2 separate regions of the Gasterosteus aculeatus genome follow, and region 2 is linked to region 1. Evidence: chromatin contacts called from public Hi-C data. All regions are on one chromosome and are shown on one strand. Each heading gives the region's core, a stretch centred on a gene start, on an enhancer-like site or on the middle of the called end of the contact. The rest is flanking DNA. Distances are from core to core; before and after follow the strand shown.

Evidence for each region. Hi-C and Micro-C count contacts between places; a contact is called where the count stands out from the background.
Region 2: a Hi-C map of tail fin shows a contact between it and region 1, with 1.6 times the contacts expected there. The contact joins two enhancer-like sites. A contact is called at or near these places in 2 of 6 Hi-C or Micro-C datasets (skeletal muscle and tail fin).

The regions. Positions count from the first base shown.
Region 1 is chr12:2,288,153-2,290,852 of fGasAcu3.hap1.1, reverse strand. All of the region lies in intron 5 of znf536 (zinc finger protein 536), which reads right to left. Among protein-coding and RNA genes, the nearest start is that of LOC144385317, 100 kb to the right of the region's middle. Within about 2 kb of position 1,317, at least 3 of the 9 cell types and tissues checked have open chromatin away from gene starts, as enhancers often do.
Region 2 is chr12:2,336,439-2,339,138 of fGasAcu3.hap1.1, reverse strand. The region is part of intron 7 of znf536 (zinc finger protein 536); the gene reads right to left. Among protein-coding and RNA genes, the nearest start is that of LOC144385317, 150 kb to the right of the region's middle. Within about 2 kb of position 1,323, at least 4 of the 9 cell types and tissues checked have open chromatin away from gene starts, as enhancers often do.

The DNA of each region.
Region 1 (2,700 bases), core at 68-2,567:
AGCAGCATAAACTGATGCAAACTTCCTACAGGTTGGGCAAGAGGGTAAGAGTAATGTGAGGGTGAAAGCTAAAGAGTCATGAACCCTGATGGAACTAATGGATTTTCTGGTGGATCAGTTCTAACAGGTCCAACTAGTTTCACTTGTTTGCAGAATTTTAACAACGCAACATCTTTTAATTTAGAATTTAAAACTAAATTGTTCCCTTTGACATTTGACGAGAGTGGATGAAACGCGTTTTCGGCTTCACGTGTATATCTGCTGACTAATAGTTTGGAATTGGGGGGGTGGAAGGAGGGTATCCATGTTGTAGAAGGGAAAAGGTGGGTGAAAAGGCATATTTCTAGATGTAGATGTACGACTGGCAAGCACAAAAAAGAATGTCAAAGATTTTTGATTTACTTTTTTTTGTGTAGAAGGGATCTTTCATCATTTCTTCAACAACAAAAACAACAACAAAACAGAAATATTCAGCTACGTGGATGCTTTGTGCTTTGTGAAAGACACTCTTTGAAATTCTCTGACTAAAGGTGTAACAGCAGGAATGTGTTTTTTTGTGTAATTTGCACTGCACTGTGATGCACGGCAAAAGGATTTAGCGCCACATTTCTCTTTAATGAAAATAGCTCTAAGTACAGATTGTATGATGTTGTATGATGTTTTCTAATTGAGGTCACTCTAGACAATTATGAAAGAAAAGAACAGTTCTCTGTGCGATTACATCTTTTGCAGCACATTTTCTTCTGCACTCTGTTTTGAATCACTTCATTACTAAACGTAAGCTAAGTACTAAAAGACTAGTTGAAAGCAAGATAAAGTGGTACCGTAAACCGCAAGTAGGTTTGATGAATGTAACACTAAATTTAAGCAGAAGGCTTGACCCTCGTTTTCCTCCGTCGATGATGCACACCGTGTTCTAAGACGCTCTCTAACGGACCATGTCTCAGACTGCATGTCTAAACCACTACATCAGATCATCTACATCCTCCCTTCTTCTTTCACTCTTCCCATGCTCCCCCTTGTGTTCAATCGTCGAGCGCGCTCACTCCTTTGTACCGCTTGTGCCCCCGGTCCCCCTCCTTATTTTTAGTTTTTTTTAAATACCCCTCACTCATTTACCTTCACTGAATTCCCCTGCTCTCTGGCATCTCACTCTCTTCTCCTTCTTTTACCCCAAACCAACTCCTCCTATCCCTCCTTTCGCCGAAGGCCCCACTTTTCTGCCTGCTATATCAACCAGCTCCGAGCTGGTGGACGTGGTGCAGGCGAGGAGGGGGAAGGAGGGGAAGAGAGGGAGTTTGGCTGGAGCCAAGAGGAGAGCAGCTGGGCACGGCTAACAGGGAATGATAATGACCTCAGAAATCTGCTGTTCGCTCCACAACAATAGGGTGCTCAGTCGCCTGGAAAATTGTGTTCATCAGCTAGCTCTGCTCACTTACTAATTGACATTGCCAAATATTTTAAGAACAATTGGAATGTGGCAGGGGGAGAGAGTGACCCCCCCCCCAGAAAGCTCAGAGATCTTAATCCCTGGATTTAATTCCTCTCTCACTTTTCCACCCTTCTCCCTCTCCCACTCTTGTGTGGAATTGAGGTAGCTATAAGCAAGAAAAACAGCGTATTTTTCATGTCGCTTTCTGCTCTTGTGTCAGCACCGTGATGTTGACACAAAGGGCTTTTTATGTGACTTGTCAATGGGGGTTAAGAGGAGGAGATTGAGAGGGGAGCGGGGAAAGGTGGGGGGCAAATGAGAGAATGACAGAGCGAGGGGAGAAAGAGATAGAGACTAGAGGAGATAGTGGGTAGGATGAATGGGGGGACAAAATAAATAAAAAACAGCAAGTGAGAGATTCCTCGCTCATGGTGTCACATGTCTGCCCCTCTATTTTTAATGAGCCAAAGGTCAATGTATTCTCTTGCTCTTTCATACACAGGAGAAACCCCAATCACGGCCAAGTTAACTTGTTCAAACAACCCCCCCCTCCCGTCCCCTCCCCATCCACGCCGCCGACCGTCCACTGTTGTCCATTTGCATTCCCTGACCTAGAGAGCCCTGCCTCATTTCACAGGAATTCCACATTGACGGAATCGGGCAGCTGTCAGCCGACAGAGAAAAGAGAACTTGGCATTCACCCTCATTCAGCCTGGCCCTCCCTTCCGTCCTTCAGACCCCGCTGTTAAGCACACACATGAAAACAATCAAAAGAAGAGAAACTTTTCTTTTTTGTTTTCAGCTTTGTGATTTTGACTGAAGGGAGGAACAAATGAGCATTTAGTCCATGCATTTACACGTGCATCCCGAGGTCGAGGCCGGGTAAACATACACTCACAGCACAAGTTGCGACTGTGATGATGATAATTCATTTATCCTTTTATTTTTTTTTTCTTCTCCCGCACGTTCAATAAAGTTGACTTTCGCCGGCATTTCGGAAAGTGTAGCACAGGAGCCGTGTTCGAGTGAGTCACCTTCTCTTCCTCCCCTCTTGCTCCGTTTTAGCAATGACACCGGAGAAGATAGCTTGTTGACGTATTAAGAATATTAATATGCAAACAGTCTACCTGACGGAGTAAGGCAGCCTTCTGTTACGGAAAGATAAATATTATGTTTTAATTATAAAAACATAAAAAGGAATGGGGGAGACAGAGGAATAGTGTGGAAGGTGTGTGTGTGTGTGTGTGTGTGTGTGTGTGTGAGAGAGA
Region 2 (2,700 bases), core at 74-2,573, 48 kb before region 1:
ATAATCGTAATAGAGGGGGACGAGTTCTGACTCAGTTTACACCCGCTTCTTTACTTGAATAGTAAGTAAACTCCCACATCCCCATTTGTTCGCCACTCTCTGTACATTACAGCATGTACAGTGATACTAGCTGACACCCAACAGATGGCTTTTGTCAGGCCCGGAGAGCAAGAGTTAACCCAATCCTCTACTCGCCATCCCTCCTTCTATCCCTCTCTTCTTTTTAAATGTCTCCCATATAAACAGATTTTGTTGCTGCTTAAAGTGGGCTCAAAATTAAAGCGTATCGTTTTACACACATATTGCATGCATATTACGGAGCCCCAGCTGGTGGCGGGCTGCTCTTAAGAGCCATATGATTAAGTTAGAGGTTGGGGTTTCCGATAAGATTTGAGCTCTCAGCCTCTCTCTGGATTTTGCTGCCTATTTTACGGCAAACTTGTTAAATGGAGGAAACAACGTTATTTTTTTCTAAGTGTAATTATTGTCACACACCTGTGACTCCCCGCCATCCACGACAGGGGGAGAGGAGAAAGGAAGAAACGATGATGAGGAGGGGGTAGGGGGTGCAACGAGGAGAAATGTCGTTGGGAGCAGCGGGAGTCCTCGTTTCAGAAAAATGGGAGGAGGATAAAGATGAGAGGAAAAACAAGAAAGCTTGTTAATCATGCGCTTTCTGTCAACGGCTGAACACTGATATCCTAATGATTCACGCCGAGATGGTGACATCACGAGGGAGAGTGATGGAGGGAGACGCAGAGAGGTGGGGCGCTAGTGGATTAAACCAGAAGGAGAAGTGCCTGCAAATGTAAAAAAAATATGAAAAACAAGAGGGAGATGACAGCCCAAAAATGGACAACTAGTTTTGTGCAGACAGAATGACAGAGAGCATGAAATACATCTCTGAAAAAAAGGAAATGAAAAAAAGGCAGAAACTGGGAAATGTCCCTCCGAATCTGTTGAAGCATTCCTCACAAACAGGCGCTTGTTTCATTTTGAACAGAATGGTTCTCAAGGAAGTTTTCCAGCCAAGTTTCAATCCGTACATTTCTCTCTCTCTCCCTCTCTCTCTCTCTCTCGTTCTTCTTCTTGGGCCAGACCACCCCGTCGCAGGCAACATGTGATGTGATCCTCGGGAGACAAAAGGAAATGACCTATTAAGGGGGAGGGATGATGTTCCTTTAGCCACGCTCCAAAAAGAAGTGAGTCACCGTGTTGTAATTGTTTACCTTTGACTGGGCCCCATCGCTCCCCGTCCGGTCGGAACATAATAGTCGCCGGCACTGCTTTCAGAGGCCCATGCTCTCTCTCTCTCTCTCTCTCTCTCTCACTATCTGTTCTAACAGGACAGATGTCATCGCCCCAAACAGTGTGAGTCATTGTACGCCTCCACACCCATGAGTAACCCGAGGACATCGGGGTGGGGAGGGCTGTATTTTTGACATTCAGTTGACACTTTCAGTTGTGTCAACAGCCAGGGCTCCGTGTGTCTCGGGGACACTCGCGGACCCTACCAGCAATGCAATGAAATAAATAAGCACTGGGGTGGGGAGGGGATGAGGGGGTCGTCACCTCCCGGTGGTAATAACCAAGTACAATTGATAGAATATGTATCGATTAAAAAGCCCTCTAAACATGCTAACTAACTATTGATGGGGCCCAGAGGATGTTTCTGCACTTAAGACACCACTGTCCTAAACGTATATCTTATATCATATATCTAGTTTTAAGGTGTGAAAATCAAAAGTTCAATATTTTCAGAAGGTCCTTTCACATAGTGCACTGAACTAAAAGTCATGCACGCTCTCTTTAAAGCCACCAGAAGTTATTAACAGAAACGGTATAGATAAGTTTCCCCGTTGGAAAATGTCCTAATTACAGATCTGCTATGATACACTGACTGTGGATAACAACCTGACACAACACCCCTTCAAAACACCTGAACTGTCCCTTTAATGTCATCTGCTCGACAGCAGAGGTTGTACAAAAGCACCACATTCTGAGAAACTGGTGTTTTTTTGGATGTTTCCAGTCAGCAGGACTCATACTTTGTATGTGCTGATACAGATTGAGCAGATCTGTAAGAGGGGAAGAAGAAAAAAAGGACGGAAATAGCATCAGTGAGCTGATGTGCTTTTTTTTGGGTGTAATGTTTTAATTGAAAGCAGATGGTTACAGATGCAGGGTCGAGCGTCGGTGATGACACGTCTTTAATATTTTAGAGTGGTCTTTGCTGTAAATGTTGGAGCAGCTGTTTCCCAATGAACGTTGTATTTTTTTTCCTTTTTTGTGTTTGTATGCGCGTGTGACTGACGGCTATTGGATTTACTGTAAATTACAGAAATGAATATGGAAAAATGATGAAAAGGAAGCGAAAGGGGGGGGGGTGTATATAGAAGTGTGTGTGTATGCACTGTTCTGAATCAATTTCTCCTCATTCTGATTATTCTGTAATTTTAGTTAGCTCGCACACTGTTGAACATGCGAATGTAGGAACTGATATTCAAATATAAAGTGATACTAACACAATGAGATGGAGGGATAAAAAAGGTGGTTAGAAGAAGTAAATAAATATATATTTGTATTGTGTTTGCATTGCGGCGTTTGGTTTTAAGTTTTAATGTCAGCGGCGAGGAGAGACGTCTTCGAGTCGGGGTGATTGTCATCAAATCGCGTCCTGGCATTTAAACCACCCTCTTC